Regions from separate parts of the Zea mays genome. Here region 1 is linked to region 2. Evidence: chromatin contacts called from public Hi-C data. All regions are on one chromosome and are shown on one strand. The core of a region is the stretch at or near the end of the contact, and the rest is flanking DNA. Distances in the headings are between cores, read along the strand shown. Region 1 holds the start of LOC103646542. Region 2 has its middle 78 kb from the start of LOC103646541.

Region 1 (7,022 bases), core at 1,062-3,561, 120 kb after region 2:
AAGATATGAGCACCTAGAGCAGGCCATTATACAAAAGGAAGGTAGTAGTAAAAGCACCTAAGCAAGCAGCTATAGCGAGCTAGCTCTCTAATTAACCAAAGTGATCAAGATCCTCCAAGAAATGAACAAAAGAAGATCATCTCGTGAGAAAAAAAAAGAAGAAGAAATCGACGTGGAAACTAAAGGGCCAAGAAATGGTTATGCTTGGACCAAAAATCGTCGCTGCCACTTACCCCGCCCATATTGCATGCGTGCATGCATATTCCATTCCTCCGCACAGCTACTTCTTGATCTGATCCCCTCGCACTGCAAGTTGCATGCATGCATATCCATATCCTCGATCGGCCGGCCAGCTGGACGATCACGCGTCCTTTTTATTCCTGTGGTGCTCCCCACCGTACGGCCATGCACTGCCGCTGGCGCTGGCGCTGGGCGACGACGCCGTGGTCGTGGACGACGGCGTGGACGGCGCCGCGCCGCCGGGGGCGGCCGGAGACGACGGCGGGCCGGGCTGGGTGATGAGCTGCCGCGCCGAGAAGTCCAGTATCTGCGGCGGCGCACTCCAGGACGACGGCGGCGAGAACGAGAAGGGCAGGTTGCCGCCCCGCCCGCCCATCATCATGAGCTGCTGCTGGACCGCCGCCGCGTGGTCGCCGCCGCCCCGGCCGCCCTGCAGCAGCTGCGCGTACTGCATGAGGTCAGGGTACGGGTACGGGTACGGCATGACGGTCGGGCGGCCGTGCTGCAAGTGCGGCTGCGCCTGCGCCTGCGGCATTGCTGCCAGGTTCACCGCCGCCGCCCGCGGGTGCCGGTGGTGGTCCGGGATGCCGCGGGTGACGACGAAGCCGAGGTCGGTTCGGCCCTGCACGCGCTCCGGGAAGTTGAGCTTGGCCTTGGTGCCCTTGAACCGCAGCGCCGCCTCGTCGTAGGCGATGGCGGCGTCCTCCGCCGTGTCGAAGGTGCCGAGCCACACCCGCGCCGCCTTCTTGGGGTCCCGGATCTCCGCCGCCCACTTGCCCCACGGCCGCTGCCTCACCCCTCGGTAGTGCCGCCTCAGACCTGCACCTCCCGCGGCGCAAAACATGCTTAGTTTATTCGCTACTACAAAACACATGGCCGTGCTCAATAGAGTAATTAACTATCTACCACCTACTTGGCCTGGACACAGGTTTTATCAAATCGTCGTGAGAGCACGTTGCGTCACAGATAACGTAATCTTTGTACGCATAAAATACTCCTTGGCAAGATAATTCGTCAATCAGCATAGTTAATTAGCGGTGCTTGATCTCCTGCCCAGTTCATGCTGGTGTGCTTTCTCGAGTGTTCATTAACCCACGGACTATTACTGCTAGTCAAGGAGTAAGTATACTTAGCTAGCTGCTGGTAATTGACAGGCTGCATCGATGATGGACGACGTGTCACTGATTTGGACGGTGCGAAGCTTCCAAACAGCTAGCCGCGCAATCGAGCGAGCGGAAGCGCCCGTGTGTGCGTGCCTTGCTTTCGCAATCGAGCGCGCACACAGGACAAGGAGTAATGCTAGCTTTGCTATGCTCGCATCGATCGATGAGAGAGGATGGATGGCTACGTGCGCGCGCGTACCTTGCTCCTCCTCGGCGGCGACGTGGCCACCGGGATGGTGGTGCGCAGCCGCTTGCGGTTGCGGATGGTCTCCCTCTCCCTGCCGCAGGACCGGCGCGCCGGCGGCGCCGTACAAGCAGGCGGCCTGCTGCGGCGGGAGTTGGTCGGGCGAGGCGCGGATGACATGGGCTAGCGCGGAGGCCACGGCGGAGGCGTCGTGGTCGGCGCGCGCCGAGTAGTAGTACTGCGCGTACGCCTCCGGCGAAGGGCCGGCCACGGAAGACGACGAAGACCCTCGGCCACCGCTAAAGGTAGCTCCTGCTTGCAGCTGCGAGACGACAACGTGATGCTTCTCCTCCTGATCCAGCTGCTCGTACTTTGCCGGCGGCGGGGGCAGCTCCTCCTCCTCTTCCTCCTCCTCGTCGGCGGGTAGGGGCCTCTTGCCATGCCTCCTCCGTGGATCCACCTTAGTCAGCTGCCCGTTGATCTGCCTCCTCCTCCGGTGGGTAGAGCTGGACCGATCGATCCGGGCATGCGTCAAGGAGAGAGCTGAAGATTTGGACTTTCGGACGGAGGCTCGCGCTAGGCTCGGTGCAGCAGTGCACAATGACGTGCCGAGCTCGCTACTGATAAGTACGCGGAGAGAGATGCGCATAATGCCTTCTCTTTTATCTTTATTATTTATTGTTTATTTACTGTGTTGGCTAGTAAGAGAGAGAAAGGAAGATGAAACCTTTTGTACTGTAAACTTAGTTCCGAAAGGGTAAAAAAGGTTATCTTAAAACTTGGGACATCTCTAATAATAATACTAATATTGCTTTATTAGCAGCATGCATGTCGGAATTCGGAAAAGACAAGATAGCGGCGCCTTCCACTACAGTAAACTAACAAACATCCGACGGCCACCTTATCTCTGACGGCCGCCTACGAGGCCGTCGGAGATAAGGTTATGTCCGACGGCCACAACGGGCTCTCGGAAATACTGCTTATCTCCGACGGCTGTGTACGAGGCCGTCGGAGATAAGGTTATGTCCGACGGCTGGCAGCGTAGCCGTCGGAGATTACTGATTTCAAGGTAACGGCGCTAGGGCCGTTTCGATTTTCATTTCTCTCTCGCGCGCTCGGTGCTCTCTCTCTCTCTCCGCGCCGTCGCCTCGCCGCCGTGCCCGCTTCGTCGCCGCCGCGCCAGCGCGCTCACCGAGGCAGCCGTCGTGCCTGCGCGCTCGCCGAGGCCCCGGTCGCACCGTGCGCCCGCCGCCGTCCGGCTCCCCACGCCCGCTGTCCGGTGTCTCCCGCGCTGCTGCTCCTCGCCAACGGCATAACCACAACTACCGCTAAGTGAGTATCCTTAACATTGTTTTTTAGAATTGTATGTATTAATGTATTTGATAAGAATTGTATGTATGAATGTATTTGATTAGAATTGTATGTATGAATGTATTTGATTGTTTAGTTTGTTATGTCCGACGGCCAAAATTTGATTATGTAATTAAATTAGCTTGTTTTAGTTCATTTAGTGGTGCTTTAGATAATTTAAATTTTTAATTTCCGAGGGTAATTATTATGCCCTCGGAAATAAGGTCATTTTATATGATTTGTCATCCATAACAATGTTATTTCGTATGTAATATTGTATTGTGGTTTATTAGTTTTATTATTTAATAATGCACGATGATTCTAGTTAATCATAGTGTATCGTAGTGTGAACAAACGAAACCTAGGCGTCACCCGTTTCGGCCCAACACACCTTACAAGCGACACATGTGAGGTATGTTGGGCCAGAATTGTCCCTTTATTGGACAGCCTCGGGGTGACCGACAGAGTCTGTGTTTATGACAAAAGCATGTGCTCCTGCTTAGTTTCGGCAACATAACCCCTCTGTTCTCCAATTGCACCATTTTTAGGCGTGCGATTGGAGAACAGCGGGGTTATGCTGCCAAAATTTCGCACGACCACATGTCTTGTCATAAACACGGGCTCGTCGGTCACTCCTGGGTGGGTTTAGGACCTATCCTTTCCTACAGATGTAGGGGCGTGATTTCTTCGTAAAAACAGATGGTCCGTGCATTACTTATCTAATTAAGTTAACGTCTCGTATCTAGTATGGAGGAGAATCGTCGATGGATGTATGAAGGTTGGAAGAAAAGAGGTGCTCTATCAAGTGAGTGGGTTGCCAAGACTGATGCTTTTCTCGACCATGCTTTTGCTCGGTCAGAGACTGGAACCGATGTTAGGTGCCCTTGTAGCAAGTGTCGGAACATTAATTTCCTTGACAGGAGGACTATGTCGATACATATTTGCAAGAACGGTTATATGCCAGGCTATGAGGTGTGGGTGCACCACGGTGAGGACCCACCTCCTCGTATTGTATCAGAAGTTCAGTCACATGAAGAGGAGGACTACGATAGGATGGAAGAGATGCTTGACGATGTACGCCATGAGCTTCTAACCATCGATTCGGAGAACCCCGGTCAACCCACCGAGTTTGAGGATCCAGCTAAACCTGAGGTTCAGAAGTTCTTCGAGCTCCTTAAAGCTGCCGAAGAGCCGTTGCATGTGCACACAAAAGTGACCGTCCTTGTATTTGTGACTCGACTTATGGCTATTAAGTCTAAGTTTGCATTCTCAAACAACTGTTACAAGGAGCTTTTGAACTTGATCAGTGATGTACTTCCGGAGAATCACAAGATGCCAAAGGACATGTATCAGTCTAAAAAGTTATCTGGGCTCGGTATGGACTACGAAAAAATCGATGTATGTGAAAATAATTGTATGCTTTTCTAGAAGGAGACCACGAGTGAGAAGAAGTGTACTGTATGTGGTGAGCGTAGATTCGTTGAGGTTGAAAACGACGATGGTTTGACCGTGACTACGAAGATTGCACGTAAGCAGCTTCGTTACATGCCTCTCATACCTCGGTTGAAACGTTTTTTCATCTCCAAGAATACAGCCAGACACATGAGGTGGCACAAAGAAGGGGTACGTGAGAATCCAAATGTCATGGTGCACCCAGCTGATACAGATGCATGGAAGGCACTAGATGCTTTTGATTCCAGCTTTGCTGATGAAGTGCGGAATGTCCGCTTCGGTTTGGCAACAGATGGTTTCTCGCCATTCAATCTAACTGCAACGTCCTACTCATGTTGGCCCGTCTTTGCTGTTCCATACTACCTTCCACCAGCTCTTTGCATGAAATATGAATTTATTTTCTTGTGTCTTGTAATACCTGGTCCGGATCATCCTGGAATAAAGATCGATGTGATGATGAGACCCCTGATTGAAGAATTGAAAATTTTGTGGGAAGGAGTCGAGGCGTACGATTGTTACAAGAAACAGAAGTTCAACCTGAGAGCCGCGTTTTTATGGTCTATTCATGATTTTATGGCTTATGGTATCTTTGCTGGATGTAGTTGTCATGGGATTTTGACATGTCCGATATGCGTTGAAGACACTTTATGCTTTCGACTAAAGTTTGGTGGAAAGATATGTTACTTCGATTGCCATAGATGTTTTTTGCCAGAGGATCACTCGTTCAGGTTCGATAGGAACGCTTTTAAAAAGGACACGATTGGGACGAGGGGACCACCCAAGCGTCTAAGTGGTCCAGAGATTCTCGCGAGACTTAATGATTTGAAACTAAACGAACATGGAAATCGTTTTGAAGGTTATGGAACCGAGCATAATTGGACTCACAAATGTGGTCTATGGGATCTCCCTTATATGAAAGCCTTGATTCTAATGCATAACATTGATGTCATGCACCAGGAACGAAATATGGGTGAAAGCATTATCAGCACTTGCATGAATATCACTGACAAAACAAAAGACAACCCTAAGGCAAGGAAAGACTTGGCCTTAATCTGTAGAAGACCAACTATGGAGATAGGAGAGAATCAGAAGAAGCCACGTGCTCCTTTCAGTATTAAACCTAAAAGGAAGAAACAATTGATGAAATGGTTGAAAAACTTAAAGTTCCCAGATGGTTACGCCGCGGGCTTTAGAAGGTCTGTGAATTTGAAGACGGGCAAATTTTCTGGGTTGAAGAGTCATGACTACCACATAATAATGGAAAGATTCATTCCTGTTATGTTTCGTGGTTTTGTAAAAAATGATGTCTGGAAAGCATTAGCGGAGCTAAGCTACTTTTATAGACATCTTTGTGCCAAAGAAATAAAGAAAGAGATGATGGAGAAGCTTGAGCAACAAATACCGATTTTGGTATGCAAACTTGAAAAAATATTTCCACCAGGTTTCTTCAATCCGATGCAACATCTACTTGTTCACCTACCATACGAAGCTGAGGTAGGAGGTCCTGTGCAATATAGATGGATGTATCACATCGAAAGGACACTAAAGAAGCTACGTGCAATGGTTGGTAATAAGAGACGAGTTGAAGGGTGCATCGCTGAAGAATTCAAATACAAAGAGATAGCATCGTTCACGGGCCTGTACTTTGCAGAGGAACACAATGTCAATGCCCATACGTTGCGGTATCATGTCGACGAGCCCCCTATTAGTGATATTGAAATTTTTCAATGGAGGGGCAAAACTGTAGGACCCAGCACAACATACTGTTTCACCAACGACGAATGGAAGACTGCTTTACTCTACATGTATAACAACATGGAAGAGATGAGTCAGTTTCTCCTGTAAGTGTAAACTTTATTTTAGTCATTGCCGCTAGAATTTTTGTTGTGATACTAAAAGGTTTGTTTCCTTGTACTAACAGGGAATTTGATTCTCAAAATTGCATCTCTGGCTGTGAACGTGACCAGATTCGTCGAGAGGGAAAAGATGGGGGACTTAATTTCTTGTGTTGGTTTCGAGATTATGTAGATAAAAATGACAATATACACCCGGACCTTCGACAATTATCCCTAGGAGCAGTAACTGGCAGACGTTATGGTCGGTATGATGTCAATGGTTTTAGATTCTGTTCCACAAGGTTCGAAGATGATCATCCTCTAGCAGCCACAACAAACTCCGAAGTTGTAACTAGAGCTGTCGATGATGAAGGGAAGGTGACTAATTATTATGGAGTCATTAATGATATAATCGAGTACAAGTTTTTTGGAGATAAACAACTCAAAGTGGTGTTCTTCGATTGTGATTGGTTTTCTCCAAATACAACGCGAGAAAATCAATATGGCATGGTGGAAGTCAAACACAACGATAGATTAAAAGGCCACGACACTATAATCCTTGCCCACCAATGCGAGCAGGTGTATTATATGACATATCCATCTAAGAAAAACGGTTTGGTTGATTGGAGGGTAGTGTACAAAGTTAATCCTCGTGAACGACTATATGCTCCTGGTGATGCTGGTTATGTTGAAAGTCAAATCGAGCAGGAAGTAGGGGCTGCTGAGATTTTCCAAGACGAAGAACTTACAAGCACGTTTAATGTACAAACTGAAATGTTGGAAGAATCTTTATTAGGC
Region 2 (6,520 bases), core at 71-2,570:
TTTGACTGAGGAGTTACACGCACTACCCGATGAACGTCCTCATTCTACCCACATCTACGAGAGTCGTGCTGACTTGCCCGGAGGTTAGAGAGTCTTCAGGAAATTCACACATCCCCTGCATGTGTAGAATGTGGCCTGTGAGTCTTCACGTCTACGCAACCGCCTTCCTCGTCTGCTTCTGGTTATGTCCGATTGATACCCCTAAAGACTACGCCCTCGGTCCATTGGGGACCTCTTTGGTGGCCCACCTGAGGATATCTATTCACCACGTTACCTAAAAAGACAAACTCATGTGCAGGGCCAACCTTGAGGGGGTGCGGAGGGTGCGGCCGCACCGGGCCCCCCAAAACAGAGGGCCCCTCTGGCCACCGGACGTTAGCACTTTTTCCCCGCTAAGCATATCTACCCTAGACATAAATACGCAAGAGCGATGCGCTATCAATCAGTTTCGTTTAGATTGTTAAACTAATGTCTCAATTACTTATCTAATATTCACTCGTTCCAAAATAGTATTTGTTTTAACTCTTGATTTTTATGTCTATATGCAACTAGATGAGGAATCCACTAGAGAAGCAAAATAAATTCTATTTTGATACAGAAGGGTATTATTTACTATTCACATGATGGTTGCATCGACGGAGAGAAGATTTTAAAATTGAAATATTTTTTGAATTATTTAAGGTCAACAATGACTTAAGAAAGGTTAAATGGTTTGTCGATTATATGTATCTAAAAGAAGTTGTTGGATGGATTGATCTTAATGGTATAAGCGATGATTTGTATCACAAAATGTTAGAAGATATTTTTAATGACATCGGATAACAAGTATGTGTTTTTGGCTATATTTTATATTTGTTATCTTATAAACTTTAAAATAGTGCATGATAATTTGTATATGTTAAATATTATATATATTGTGTGTGGATGGAGCCTCCATTTCGAATTTCGTCCTGTGCCTCTAAAAAGTCAGGAAACGGTCCTGCTCACGTGGATGGAGTGGAGGGAGTCTTTGGCATCCTTTTATTTTTCACGTGCCTCCTAATGGCCACAGTGCAGTAGGCAGAGTATCTGCACGGGCACAATCGAACGCTGGCCGGCGTGCAGGGCCCGGCTAGAAAGCAGTCTTGCACGGCGCCGTGTGTGAAACCTCCGAACAGGAGCGCTGCCGCAAACGTTGAAAAAGGCAATGTACGAGCTGCTAGGCGGCGCCGGAATCAAAGCCGGGGCGGCGGGCGGGGAAGCCTTTGAACGGCGTGCGGATCGAGACTTGATGGGAGGTAGTACGTGCCAGGGCGGCGCTATACAGGCTAGCAGCAAGAAAAATGCTGTGTGCCTGTCGTGTCCGCCGGCTGCTGACTGACGGGGGCCGAAAGCGAAGCGAGCTAGACAGCACCACAGCAGCAGGAGGAGGAGGTATGCATGCCTGCAATGCATCTGTAGGAATCATCATCAGGTCAGTGATGACTGATATAACCTGGGACAAGTGCCAAAAAAAGCGACGACACCCGGGCAGCTAGCCGGCCGGTCAATGCGCGCATGGGCATGGCGATCCCCTCCACGTCGATCGCCAATCGGCGGTGGTCCGGGCAGCACTAGCACCACAATCCCATCAGTGGAATCAAGGGTCAGCAACGTGGAATACTGGTACTCTGCATGCCACTCGCTCAAGGACACAACACAATGGTGCCGGCCGTCAACTAACCCGAAACCAAAGGTGAAAGGTGTGCGGGTCATCGATCCTTGCTGCAGTGCAGGCGGTGCAAGCACGCTGTCCGTCCATCGACCAGTGACTTTTGAGCACGAACTGAAAAGCATCCATATCCAATTCTCCATGGACGATGCCATCGGTCTGCCCGTTTCCGTTCCCACTGGCCGCTGAAAAGCTTCGTTAGCACGACGCTTATCCAAATGCTTATTCATTGTTAGGGTCATAAATTATTTCTAGTTAAAAAATGAATACAAATAGAGCTAGACCTTAATTCGATTCGATCCTTAAATTTTATAGTGCAAAATTTATAGTCCATTGTCACCCCTACGCATAACCGTCAGTTTACCTCTCCTATCGCAAACACGCGATATGTGATTAGAGGTGGTAATGAGCTTTATATTTTACACTACAAACTTCAAAAATCGAATCGGATTAGGATCAGATCCTACTCCTATTCATTTTTAAACTAAAATTATCTGACGGCCCTAAATTTTTGTGAAGGGACATTTGGATCGTGATCCATTACCACCCCTATATGTGACGCGTTTGCTGAACCATGAGACGTAAACTTAGGCTCCATCGTCATTCAAGAACAGGTAACATGGGGTTAAGATTTTAGTGTTTAAGGGCAACGGTCATGATACGAGGGTGAGCCGTAATGCGACGATCATGCTACAGTGAGACCGTCGACAACAAAAAATGTTAAGTGAGTGTGCGTAATGGATCGAGAAAGATGAAAGGATGAATGTGAAAGCTTCAACCAAGAAACTGAATGTGGGAGAATAGACCGTTGACAATTAACACTTGACGATATCAATAAGTAAGTGTACAAGCGAGGATGGAGGTGAAGACAACGTTTGAACAAAGTCAAAATGATATCTAACCAAGTACAGGTGAGGGAACGGGCACTTGGTAACATAACGGTCAAGAACGAGCAGAACATATGTCGACATGGTGGAGATGTAGCACAGTAGCAACTATATGGCTATAAGGAGGTCTAACATTTTTTTGCCCCAAATTCACGATGACAAATTGTCGGCGTTTCGACCCCGGGGGTCCCTGGACCGACGAGTAAATTGTCGTTGCGTGTCCCAGCCCAGATGGGTCGGCGCGAGACGGGAGACAAAGGGGGAGAACAGTAAGGGGAACCCGCGGCCTTCGTGTTGTCCTGCGCCCAGGGTGGATGGATGCGCTTGCAGTAGGGGGTTACAAGCGTTCGCGTGGGAGAGAGCGAGAGCGAGAGCCTTATGCGTCGGCCCGTTCTCCCGCGCGGCCAACCTTCTCGTACGAGAGCCCTGAACCTTCCTTTTATAGGCGTAAGGAGAGGGTCCAGGTGTACAATGGGGGGTGTAGCAGTGTGCTAACGTGTCTAGCAGAGAGGAGCTAGAGCCCTAAGTACATGCTGTCATGGCAGTCAGAGAGGTTTTGGCACCCTGTTCATGTGATGTCGTGGCCGTCGGAGGAGTGCTGGAGCCCTGCGGAAGGACAGCTGTCGGGGCTGTCGAATCCTTGCTGACGTCTCCTTGCTTCCGTAAGGGGCTGAGAGCCGCCGTCGTCATGGAACATGCGGGGCGCCATCATTATTTGTTTACCGGGGCGAGCCAGATGGGACGTCGGTCTTGTTCCCCGTAGCCTGAGCTAGCTAGGGGTAGGGTAATGATGGCCCCCCTTGTGACGTGGTCGGTCCGAGCCCTAGGTCGGGCGAGGCGGAGGCTCCTCCGAGGTTGAGGTCGAGTCCGTCTTCCGAGGTCGAGGCTGAGTCCGAACCTTGGGGTTGGGCGAGGCGGAGTCCGTCTTCCGAGGTCGAGGTTGAGTCCGAGCCCTGGGTCAGGCGAGGCGGAGACCATCTTCCGAGGTCGAGGCTGTGTCCGAGCCCTGGTGTCGGGCGAGGCGGAGTCCGTCGTCCAGCGTCGAGGTTGAGCCCGAGCCCTGGGGTCGGGCGAGGCGGAGCTTCCTATGGCGCCCGAGGCTGGACTTAGCTGCTGTCAGCCTCACTCTGTCGAGTGGCACAGCAGTCGGAGCGACACAGGCGACGCTGTTTTCTTGTCAGGTCGGTCAGTGGAGCGGCGAAGTGACTGCGGTCATTCGGCTCTGTCGACTGAATAGCGCGCGTCAGGATAAGGTGTCAGGCGATCCTTGTATTAAATGCTCCTGCGATACGGTCGGTTGGCGTGGCGATCTGGCCAAGGTTGCTTCTCTGCGAAGACTGGGCCTCGGGCGAGCCGAAGGTGTGTCCGTTGCTTGAGGGGGCCCTCGGGCGAGACGTGAATCCTCCGGGGTCGGCTGCCTTTGCCCGAGGCTGGGCTCGCGCGAGGCGAGATTGTGTCCCTTGAGTGGACTGAGCCTTGACCTTAATCGCGCCCATCAGGCCTTTGCAGCTTTGTGTTGATGGGGGTTACCAGCTGAGATTAGGAGTCTTGGGGGGTACCCCTAATTATGGTCCCCGACAGTAGCCCCCAAGCCTCGAAGGGAGTGTTGATACTTGCTTGGAGGCTTTTGTCGCACTTTTTTGCAAGGGGACCGGCCTTTCTCGGTTGCGTTTTGTTCCAGTGGGTGCACGCGAGCGCACCCGCCGGGTGTAGCCCCCGAGGCCTCGGAGGAGTGGTTTGACTCCTTCGAGGTCTTAGCGCGTTTCGTGATGCTTCGGCCGGTCTGGTTGTTCCCTCATGCGAACTGGCCATAACCCGGGTGCATAGTCGAGTCCCAAGTTCTCGGGCTGGTATGTTGACGCTGTCAACGGTTTGGCTGGAGCCGGGTTTTCGAGAGCAGCCCCGAGCCTCCGCACAGAGCGAGAGGACGGTCAAGGACAGACTCGGCTTTTTTCATACGCCCCTGCGTCGCCTTTCTGCAAGGAGGAGGGGGGAAGCGCCATGTTGCCCTCGGAGGGCGCCGAACATGGTGTCTCCAGTGAGTTACTAACGAGTAATCCGAGTGGACGCCCGTGCCCCACTCGTTAGGGGTCGGCTAGTGGCTCGGAGGCGCGCTCCAAAAGTACCTGCGGGTGATTCGCCGGACCCGGTCCCTTTTTGACGGGGTCCGAGGGCTCGATGCCTCCCTCTGGTGGGATTCCGTTACAAAATCGTTCCCGTCGGTCTCGGAAATGTCCTAGGTTACCTCGGGGGCGTAGCCCGAGCCTTGGTTATGTATCGAACGTACCCAGGGTCATCCCTCGCTCTACGTGCTCTGAGGTGGCTGTCGAACCCTTCGGGGGCCAGCCTACGAACCCCTGATCAGTAGTGGGCGCGGAGCCCGAGTGGCTTGAGGCGGCTGTCGAACCCCTCCGAGGGGCCAGCCTTCGAACCTCTGACCAGTAGTGGGCGCGAAGCCCGAGTGCTCTGAGGCGGCTGTCAAACCCTTCCGAGGGGCCAGCCTTCGAACCTCTGATCAGTAGTAGGCGCGAAGCCTGAGTGCTCTGAGGCGGCTGTTGAACCCTTCCGATGGGCCAGCCTTCGAACCTCTGATCAGTAGGAGGGCTCGGGGCCCGCTTCCTTCGCGGAGAAGGATCCCTTTCGGAGTGTCCCCTTTCCCGGTCCCTGTGGCAAGAGAGAGAGAGAGAGAGAGGAAGAGGAAAAGGATACGAAATCGAACGACGTGGCACACCTTTTTTGACGCGGTCATTATGGCGGAGGTGAAGCGTCGCCTGCTTCGCCTGCCAAAGGTGCCGCCTGTCCTGCCGCAGAGTTAATGCGACGGGACGAGTGGTTCGCGGGGCAGCCGTTGTGCGTGCGCGAGCCGTTTGAGGAACGGAACACGGGCGCGTCGTCTTCACGCCGTGGGAGAGGGTTCTCTCGCTGTCCCAGGAGGAGGCGTGAGCTTGCTGACGACTTGACTGCTGCTTCCACCCGCCTGCCACCGCCATTACTGCCGGCCCATTTCTGGCCATATCGACCGTCGCGCCTTCTCTCGCGGCTGACTGACCCATGACTGATGTGCTCGGTTGGCACTGTCGGGTCATGCGCACAGTCGCCTCGAGTCACAGCACCGATTCCGCAGTCGAGGAGGCGCGGTACTGGCGCGCCGGTTACATGACGTGTGGGCCTGGGCCTCCATGCTGGACGCGTCGAAGTCGAAAGGGTGCGCCCCCTTGGTGCGATTGCATGCCGCCTGCATGGCGGTCGCCCTTTCACCCGCTGGTCCGGGCGATAGTGGAGGAATGTTTGTAACCGCTGGGCTGTTGTGTGCTCCGTGCGCGGTGGTTCGGCTTCTTCTGTCCTGGGCTAGCTTGCATGACGCGTGGGACCCAGCCCCCGTGTCGTAGGGGGGGGACCTTGGATCGTGTTGGAGAAGACTCAGTCCGCGCCGGCTGAGGACGCAAGTGGGGAGAGTCGCCTTTAAAAGGAGGGTGACCTCCTTGGATGGCAACCATGTCTTCGCACTCTCCTCATGCATCGCGCCCTTCCACCTTCCGAGCCCTCGGATGGGGAGCGCTCGCGTTGCTTTCGTCTTGTCGTCGTTGGAGGAACGCAACTTCGCGGAAGTTGGTACCTTTCAGCCATCGTTCGACTTCAAGGATTTTCATCAGGCAGCCCGGCTGCATCCCCTCGCCGGTGGTCACCCAAGACGGTGACCACCAGTTCGAGGGTGGGGAGAAGCAAGCCGGGCTGCGGCCTCTGCCCCTCCCTCAGCTTCAAGGATGTTCATCATCAGTGCTGGGGATGGGAGTGCACCGAGTTGGGGCCTGTCTCCGCGCGGGCAGCGGCCTGCTCCTTCCCTCAGTGATTGGGGGGAAGGGCGTTCGCCGTTCGTGGCGCTGGCAGCTGCCGCGTGTCTGGCTCTCCGGCCTGAGCGGCTTCGGCGCTGCTTCCGGTGCCA

The links. Hi-C and Micro-C count contacts between places; a contact is called where the count stands out from the background.
Region 1: a contact with region 2 is called in a Hi-C map of tassel, with 4 times the contacts expected there. The contact joins the promoter of LOC103646542 here to the enhancer-like site in region 2. A contact is called at or near these places in 4 of 25 Hi-C or Micro-C datasets (bundle sheath, ear, endosperm and 1 more).

Annotation. Positions count from the first base shown.
Region 1 is chr2:65,503,098-65,510,119 of Zm-B73-REFERENCE-NAM-5.0, forward strand. It overlaps LOC103646542, which reads right to left and starts at 2,312. Exons shown (of 2, transcript XM_008671266.3): 1 at 1,603-2,312; 2 at 1-1,059. The coding sequence starts at 2,236. The coding sequence ends at 362.
Region 2 is chr2:65,384,436-65,390,955 of Zm-B73-REFERENCE-NAM-5.0, forward strand. No RefSeq gene overlaps it. Among protein-coding and RNA genes, the nearest start is that of LOC103646541, 78 kb to the left of the region's middle. Within about 2 kb of position 1,321, at least 16 of the 20 cell types and tissues checked have an H3K27ac peak or open chromatin away from gene starts, as enhancers often do. A contact at or near this core is called in bundle sheath, ear, endosperm and 1 more, where this site is marked.